2 separate regions of the Pan troglodytes genome follow, and region 1 is linked to region 2. A link is a contact called in public Hi-C data. All regions are on one chromosome and are shown on one strand. The core of a region is the stretch at or near the end of the contact, and the rest is flanking DNA. Distances in the headings are between cores, read along the strand shown.

Region 1 (4,161 bases), core at 701-3,200, 1.0 Mb before region 2:
GGAGACACCCACCAGCAGTAGGCTCTGCATGGGCTGCTCAGATAACACTGCAATGGATGCTGCTGCTGAGGATGAGATGAGAGACACAGATGTTCTTCCCCATCCCCATCCCTCTCCCCAGTGCATTGCTACCATACATCAGCCTTTCCATTCCAACACTCCTATCCCCATCAGAACTAAGGTGCAATCTTGGGATGGAGGAAGCCCTGGCATGATGAGAAAAAAAAAATCCCAAATTGATTACATTAGGATTTCTGTCCTCAGGCAGAATATGCTCTTAGAAGACAAAACAGGGCGCTTTCTAGAAAAACAACTTACATTTCTTATACACTTACATAGGTATGTAAGGTACGCTTACTTACATAGTAGAGAATAGGTAATCAGCAAATCTTATCTGCCTTCTCCCTTTTTTGCTGGGTCCAGCCAAATAGAAGAACACCATTAGTCCCTCAGTGGACCAGGCTTTTGTGTGCTTCCTTCTTTCATGAACCCCTTTCACTTTTGTCAACTTGATTTTGTTTTAAGTGACCCCATGGTGCATTTCTCCTCCTTGGCTCAGCTCAAATGAACACCTTTTCTGTTATTCCTTCTTGACCTTTGCCTCAGCATCTCATGGACAGCGATACTCCCTGCCCTGCCTCCTTAAGGCCCCAAGGATTTTGGTCAGGGACCAGACTTGTTGACGGATAGATTGGATTGACTTTTCTCCAAATTATGAGTGAATCAGATGATTATCCTATTTGAAGAGAACCCTGCTCTCCAATTGTGTAAATATAAGTTACACACACACAGAGTTGTCTAATATTATTTAATTGTGTTGATAAAAATATAAACCATCTAAAACTGTGTGGAACAGGGATCTTTGGGTCTTCAAGTTCACTGTGAGTTTTGTTTTTCATTGGCGGATGCTCTCTCCAGGCCCTTTCCTCTTGCCTGTATTGCAAAGAAACATCTCTTACTTTAGGCTTTTGCTATATGTATGGTTCCCAGTGGCTGCTGTGACAAAAAACCATAAACTGGGTGACTGAAAACAATATAAATATGCTTTCTCACAGTTCCAAAGGCTAGATGTCCAAAATCAAGGTGTCACAGGTCCATGTTCCCTCTGAAAACTCTAAGAAGGATCCTTCCTGCCCTCTTCCTAGCTTCTGGTGCTCTAGGCAATACTTAGCGTTCCCTGGCTTTTGGACACATTACTCCAATCCCTCCCTCCTTTGTCACATGGCATTTTCATTGTGCCTCTCCTCTGTGTCATCACATGGCTTTTTATAAAGATGTCATTTATTGAATTTAGGACTCACCCTAATCCAGTATGACCTAACCTCAACTTGATTACATCTGCAAAGACCCCATTTCATATAAGGTTACAATTTCAAGTACTGGGGATTTGGACCACGACATACCTATTTGGGGGCATAATTTAACCCACAGCTGATGCCATGGCTTATATTCTTCGTACCTAGAGGCAGAAGTATTTTAAGCTTGGATAGTCCCAAAGATACCTGACACTAGTCAGCCATGGCGTCAGTCCCAGCTGGAGCCCTGCCACAACAGGGCAGAAGTCTGGCCTCATGTCCTTTGACGGATGCAGTAGGCAATAGGGCAGGGTGTAGGTCACTGACTCCGAAGCTCCCTCATGGCCTCATGCACGAAAGCACACAATCCTTGATGTGCTACAGCAGGAAGTACCAAGGCCGGAGTGGAGCACTGACTCTCTCATTAGTATGCCATAGGACCCGCACAAGCCACTTCTCTGAGCATCAGGTCATTACTTTATTGTTTTGTATGAATGAAAGAGCAGACACTTACTGGGCATTTGCTATGTGCCAGAGCAGGGGCTGGGGCCTGGGATACAGAAATCATTAAAATTCCACCCTCAATGAACCTAGCATTCATAGGGGATAAATCACTCACTTGTGAGGTCTGAAGCAGATCAAAGCTCTCTATGATTCATAACATGCTGTGCACGTGTCAGCAGCAAAGATGACTCACAGGGTTCAGGCCAGGAAGGCCTTTGTGACAACCCCACGGTTCCTCCATTAGGTCTTTGACACCTGTAAACACGGCAGCCTGAAATTCAGAGGAGGACATTCACTTTTTATTCACTTTTATATTAATTTGAGTATCGATCCTGTTCCAGGTACACGGCTAGGTTCTGAAGATGCAACAGTGAACAGAGCAGGCACTGGCCCTGACCCAGGCGACTTCCAGTCTACAGTAGACACAGACATTCAATAAGTGACAAGTTCTAACTTTCCCAGAAACTGTTGCTTTGGCCTTAAAGATCGGATAAATTTTTTCAAAGTTTTCAACATTGCATCTCAATGGATTCCAGACATAAACCCAGTCCTCTGACTTTCATTCAAGATCCTTTCCACCTTATCAAACTGGTCCTTTAGGAGACAAGGGCAGGGCCTACCACTGCTCAGAGAAGGAGTGTTGTGCAGCTCCCATGAAGTCCTACCTGGGAAGGTGCATGCTAAGGGTTAAAGTATTGGCATGAGGAAGGAGTTCTATTATTAGGGGGGCATATGGATACATGCAGATGCCTGTGACTACGTGTGTGTGTGTGTGTGTGTGTGTGTGTGTGAACAGAGAGAGAGAGACAGAGGGAAAGAGAGAGAAAGCAGAACATGCACACAAGCTGTCATGTGGGTTCCTAACTCCAGACCTTGCCTTTCCTAAAAGTTTTAGGTTGAATCTTGGTTGGGTTTAGCATTGCATTCATCTCTTTTCTGTTGGGGTTCCTCTTCCGTAAGATGCACAAGATGTTTGCCCACTACAAGGGACAGGAAGTCACTCTTACCTAGAATAAAACTTTACATTGTTGGAAAATACTCTTCCCTCCTCTCCCCTTTCCACATTCATCCTCTGAGCAACAGCCTTGGGGTTGAATTAGAAAAGAAAAAGAAGGCAGGTTTCCTGTCCTTAAGGAGCTCACTCATGTTTGAGGGTCTTAGAGAAGTAGACTGATAATGACAATGCAATGTGGTGGGTGCTAAGTTTGGGCACAGCAGTACCCTGTGCTTATCTTCGAGGCAGCAGCTGACTTAGAGCACTCACAGAGGCCGTCACTGAGGAGGTGACCCTGGGCTAAGTTTTGAAAGATGCATAGGTGTTAGCAAAATAGAGGAGAAGGAAATTCCAGGGATGGGACACAGTGGATGCAAAGGTACGGAGCCAGAAAATAGTAAGACATGTCCCACCCACCCGCAACCTCGGAGGGAATGGAGGGGGCTAATCAGGGCAGCCCCCCTCCTCCCCTCCTCTCCAAGCATTGTGGAAAAGTTGTTCATTGATTAGAAAGATGCCAAGACGGAGATAAACGATTGAATACTATTGCAGGGATCACTGTGTATTAAAGGGTCACTTTTAGAGCAGGAGGGAAGCCAGGGCCCAGCCTGCAGCAGGGAGACCCAGCCTTTCCCTCTTTCCCATCACACATGTGTTCCAGTACGTTCATCTCTGGTCTCTTGGCCCATAGGGCTGCCTGGCTGATGCTATGATCCCAAGATTTGAATTTAGGCTTAAGGGCTTATGAAAAAGCTCCAGAAAACTCCACTTAGAGGTTTTGGGTACAAGTCCAGCTATTAATACAGTCTTTGATTTTTCATGTGTAAGGGCGCCTGAGCAATCCTGGATCCCTGGTCTAATAAAACCCAAGCCGTAGCCCACAATTGTTCCTAACACCCTCTTTCCTGATGCGCTGGCATCCAGCTTTCTTTCTTCACTTTCCTCTTTTTCAGAGGGACCACCAGGCTCAAGCCAAGCTCCCGTAGCCTTTTTTTCTTTGTCTACTTACCCCACTGTGTCCTGTGTTTTATGTGTGTCCAGATCATCCTAAAGCCTGGAGGGAGGCTCACGTCATTTTCGCCTTTGTATTCTCCATAGCCTTGAGTACATCCAGGGTAAATGTGTAATAAACCATGGATTCAACTTTTCCTGGCTGTGAAAGGAGAAATTAACATTAGTGTTGTTTGTTGTGGGTTTTATCTAATGTGGTTTGTTCATTCACACCTCCGACAACTCTTCACTGGGGGCCAGGAAAGAAGTGATCCTAAGTACTTGTCCTTATGGCTTACAGTCTCACTGAATCCTCCTCACTATCCTTATGGTTTGTTTTTATTAACCCAAAATTAACCAAACAGGAAGCAGAGCGAC
Region 2 (4,350 bases), core at 1,579-4,078:
CTATAGCTGATGGTTGTGTCTTTTTGCAAATTCCTTTACATCTCTTTCCTTTTCACTTTCATAAGACACCATCTCTTGGGACTGCCTTCTAAAATCACAAGGGTGCAAAGGAAATTGTACAAAGGCTGTCAAGCATGTTCCAGCTCTGCTTTCTTAATCACAAGGTAGGAGGTAGGAGGGTATCCTGCACAGGCACTCTAAGAAAGAGCTTACTCTGCCACCAACAAAACACACTGAGTAAACACAGGGAGTTCCAGGCAAGTTTACAGCAAACAGCTTCCATGTGTTTAGTGCTTCCTTGTACTCCCCTGGGACCAGGGAGGGTCTTTTAAAAATTCAACAGCTTGATTATAAGACTTTAAGTAGTAATCTGTCCCACTGTGCATGATAATAAGCCAGCTGCCTTCAGGAAGGTAGGCCCCCCAGTGACAATTCCTTTACATAGCATCTTAATGTTGAATTAATGTTGAGAGATGTGGAAATGGGATGTGCCACCTGAACTACAGTGACTTTTCTTCCTTTCCACCCCTCCACCCTTCCACAGAGCACAATTATACCTTCAGCTGTCTCTTCTTACCTGAAGGGGGCCGTTCTTATTTTTAAACTCTAAGAATCCTATCTTTCTTTACTATGGACCATCAAGAGGACACTGCACAGTAAGGACAGTGCTACAGAAAGAGTCATGAATACCAGGGAGGTATAACTCTAGCCTAAGAAGTCTCTGATCTGCAAAATCTGCATGGACAAATCCATTTCAAAGGGGACTTAAGTCTGTGCAGGAGCTGTATTTTAAGGGAACTGAATTGGGAACACAGATGTTTCTTCAGTTAGCAGAGTTGGCAGAACAGCTTCTGGACCAAATCCGAGTTCTTAATGCGGGAAGGGGCCTTGGAGAGCATCTACTTCAACCCACTCATTCAACTGCTGAGGAAACTGAGGCCCATGAGGCAGTTAAGTGGCACACCCAGCAAGTGGCAAGAGTGGCAGTGTTCTGATGACAAGTACTGTGCGTTTTCCATTACACCATGATTCGCTTTAAAAAAAACAATCCTAGGCTGACTTCAACCTTGGAAGTCCTGTTCATTCGTGTGAAGCGCTTTCTCCCTCCCCTACCGAGTTCATAAATCCTCCTCACCCTCCCACTCCAATTCCTTTAACTCCCACCGCTCTTCCAGCTGTGGCTTCCAACGACTTTGGAAAACAGAAGTGGACCATCGCCTCAACTTTCTGGGGGCGCAATTAAATTTGTGGTCCCCAAACAAGATCGCAGCTGGCTTTCCCAGTGCCTCAATGTGCCCATCAGGGAAATGGGGCTCATCACCCCTGCTGCACCGAGTCAGAGAGTGGGCGAGCTAAAACTGATGCCCGTGAAGCCGCCTACCACCTGGCACACAGTAGGCACTCAAGTGATTGCTGAAGCCGTGCCCAGCACCAAGCCCGGGGAAAGCACCTACAGGAGAGAAGCAAGTGAAAAGGCCGGCTAGCCAGTCTGGCGAGCCTGGGCAGCAAAGGCGGAAGGGCTGGATGTTTACATACAGCCGCCGGGAAGGCAGCTTGGCTCCAGGCAGGAGCCCGACTCTCGGGGCGATCCATTTCACTCGGATGGAGGGCGACCAGCTAGCTATACGCTGGCTCTAGAGCACGGCTCAACCAACTTCCCCTACGCTAAAAGGACGAACCCACACCTTCCGCGGGATTCCGCCCGGGCTTCCAACGTGGAGACGACTTTTACTGAGCTGGTTTAACAGTTGCCCACGAACGCTTAAGCACGCCCAGACCCCCTCAAGTACAGGCCAAGAAGTCGGTGGGATCGGGGAGGGCGGGGGCTTCGGGCCTGGGCGGCGCGAAGGCTCCCCAGGAAGGCTGCGGGGGCCCCCCGGAGCTGACGGCGCGGCGCGGCGCTGCGCGGCCCCGGACTGGGCTGGGACGCGCGCCGAGGGACGAGGGGCCGAGGGGCCGAGGGACAGCGGGGCTGGGCTCACCCATGAAGAGGCAGAAGAGGTCGAGGCAGATGAGCAGCACCCGCTTGCTGCCGCTCCTCCTCGGGTTGTTGTTGAGCGCCGGGCTGCCGCCGTTCTTGCTCTCCGGGACGATCGCTTTGTCGTACTTGTAGTTTTGCATGGCGCTGGCTGCGGCGCGAGCCTCCCGCCCCGCGAAGACGTCCCGCAACAGCAGCCACACACCCAGGCGCCCGGGTCGCCTCCTGGCCGAGGCTGCTGCGGATAGTGGCGGGTCGGCCCCGGCTCCGGGCGCGGCGGCTAGAGTGTAGCCGGGGCTGCCTGCCTCCAACTGCAGAAGGTGGTGTTTTCTGCTCCTCCTGCGCGCCTCTGCTTTCCTCTCTCAACCCTAAATCGTTCGAAAGTCCAAGGGGAAGAGAGCCAGATCCCGAGCAGAAACTTTTGCAGAGCTGCGCAGCTTGGGGCGCGCTGTTCTGGCGCGCGTCTGAGTGCGCGAGCGAGCGAGTGGGCAGCGCGGGCGCTCGGCCACCTTCCTCCGCAGCTGGTTCCTTAATGAATGGGAGCTGCGCTGAGCCCAGCAACTCCGGAGCGCCAGCCCCAACTCTAACTTTGCCTCCTCCTCCTCCTCCTCCTCCTCCTCCGGCTCCTCCTGCTCCTCCTGCTGTTGGTGCTGCTGCCGCGGCGGCTGCTGCTGTGATCGCCTGGGTTTGTTTTCTGCACTTTTATTTCACGAGGTCCTTTAAAAAGAGAAGACGTGGGGGGAGAGAGAGAGAGGGACCTCCTTACTTGGCTCGGATGGGATTCCGAAAGCACAGCCCCTTCCTTAAGCTGCCTAAGACGTAGGATAATTAAGGCCACATTTTCCCCCACCCCCTTCAAAAAAAAAAAAAAAAAAAGTCCTAAAAGGAAAAGTTACTCTCAAACCAGAGAAACCGGGAGCCCCTAGCGTTCAGAAACACCAAATTGTCACCAAAGAAAAAATATATATAAATAAAAAGAAACGTTTTCTTGCTGGCCTTGGGTCAAGTAAAAGTTAGGGCTGTACAGCTAAAATGCATTTTTCCTCACCTACAAACCTGAGGCTTTCAGGTCTTTATTGTGACTTGAATTGTATTACCCTGAAAATATAATTTTTAAGGAAAACGAGTTGTTTGTTTGTTTAAGATCTTAACATCCAACACCGGGTACTACGCTAGATTTTGAGAATACTAAAATGAAAAAGACTGCACGACTGTGGAACCACATCTCCTGGATTTCAATCCTGTGACTCCGTGCCTCAGTTTCCCCGTATGTAACTAGAGATAACTGTTCCTTTTCATATAGGGTGGTTGTGAAGACTTAATTTGTTAATCCGTATAAGCTCCTAGAACAGTGCCCAGTACATAGGAAGTGCTCTGTGAGGGTTAGCAATTACCTTTTTTCTGGGTGAAGGAGTCTCAGGCAACCCCTCTCTTGGCCCCAAGAGTAATTCTACTACTATGGGGAATTCCAGGGCAGCCAAAATGCTCTCTGCTTGAGTTTCAGACAATCTAACATTTTTCCTTAGAGGCTGGCATCTTATTTTTAATTATTTTATGTGAGTTAATCTTTTTTCCAGATAGAGAATAAACATTTCCAGGGCAAGGGCCTTCCCTTGTATCTTCTATAGTGCCTAGCATGGACCTGGGCACAGTGGACAATAAATGGATGTTTTTTCCAGGTGGTTCTTTGTGTGCATTCAGAAATGGAAATATTTGTAGCTTTTTGATACATTATATGAATCATGTTCTTTCTTACACTGACTTGTTTTGGGTTTTGATAACTTTATATGCAGCCACCATCAACCCTTTCTGGTACAATTGCCCTTTCTGGTACAATCCTTTCACACTCCACACCCCTGCTCTCCTGCACGCTCTGCCTATAATGCATACCCTTTCCTCCTCTAGTTAGGGAAATGCTTCTCTTGCTTTAGTATCCTCTGAAATGTCACCTCCTCTCTGAGTACTTTCTTCATTCCTGCACAGAATTAACTTCACTGTCAACTCTTTGCTTATAACTATTTTTTTCCCCCCGAGATGGCGTCTCACTCTATCACCCAGGCTGGAGTGCAGTGCCTCAATCTTGGCTCACTGCAATCTCCGCCTCCTGGATTCAAGGGATTCTCTTGCCTCAGCCTCCTGAGTAGCTGAGATTACAGGCTCGTGCCACCACACACGGCTATTTTTGTATTTTTAGTAGAGATGGGGCTTCACCATGTTGGTCAGGCTGGTCTCAAATTCCTGACGTCATGATCGCCTGCCTCGGCCTCCCAAAGTGCTAGGATTACAGGCATGAGCCTATCTCAGCCTGATTTGGTGTTACAGATGGTAAAGACTAGCAAATTGTGTAGGTTATCAGCGCCGCGGCATCTCTC

The links. Hi-C and Micro-C count contacts between places; a contact is called where the count stands out from the background.
Region 1: a Hi-C map of stem cell-derived neural progenitor cells shows a contact between it and region 2, with 5 times the contacts expected there. The contact joins the enhancer-like site here to the promoter of PLPP3 in region 2. A contact is called at or near these places in 1 of 7 Hi-C or Micro-C datasets (stem cell-derived neural progenitor cells) and 1 of 1 datasets of contacts at active chromatin or transcription factors (stem cell-derived excitatory neurons).

Annotation. Positions count from the first base shown.
Region 1 is chr1:175,399,675-175,403,835 of NHGRI_mPanTro3-v2.0_pri, reverse strand. No RefSeq gene overlaps it. Among named protein-coding and RNA genes, the nearest start is that of USP24, 360 kb to the left of the region's middle. Within about 2 kb of position 1,950, at least 3 of the 24 cell types and tissues checked have an H3K27ac peak or open chromatin away from gene starts, as enhancers often do. A contact at or near this core is called in stem cell-derived neural progenitor cells, where this site is marked.
Region 2 is chr1:174,401,234-174,405,583 of NHGRI_mPanTro3-v2.0_pri, reverse strand. It overlaps PLPP3 (phospholipid phosphatase 3), which reads right to left and starts at 2,828. Exons shown (of 6, transcript XM_016919260.3): 1 at 1,983-2,828. The coding sequence starts at 2,121.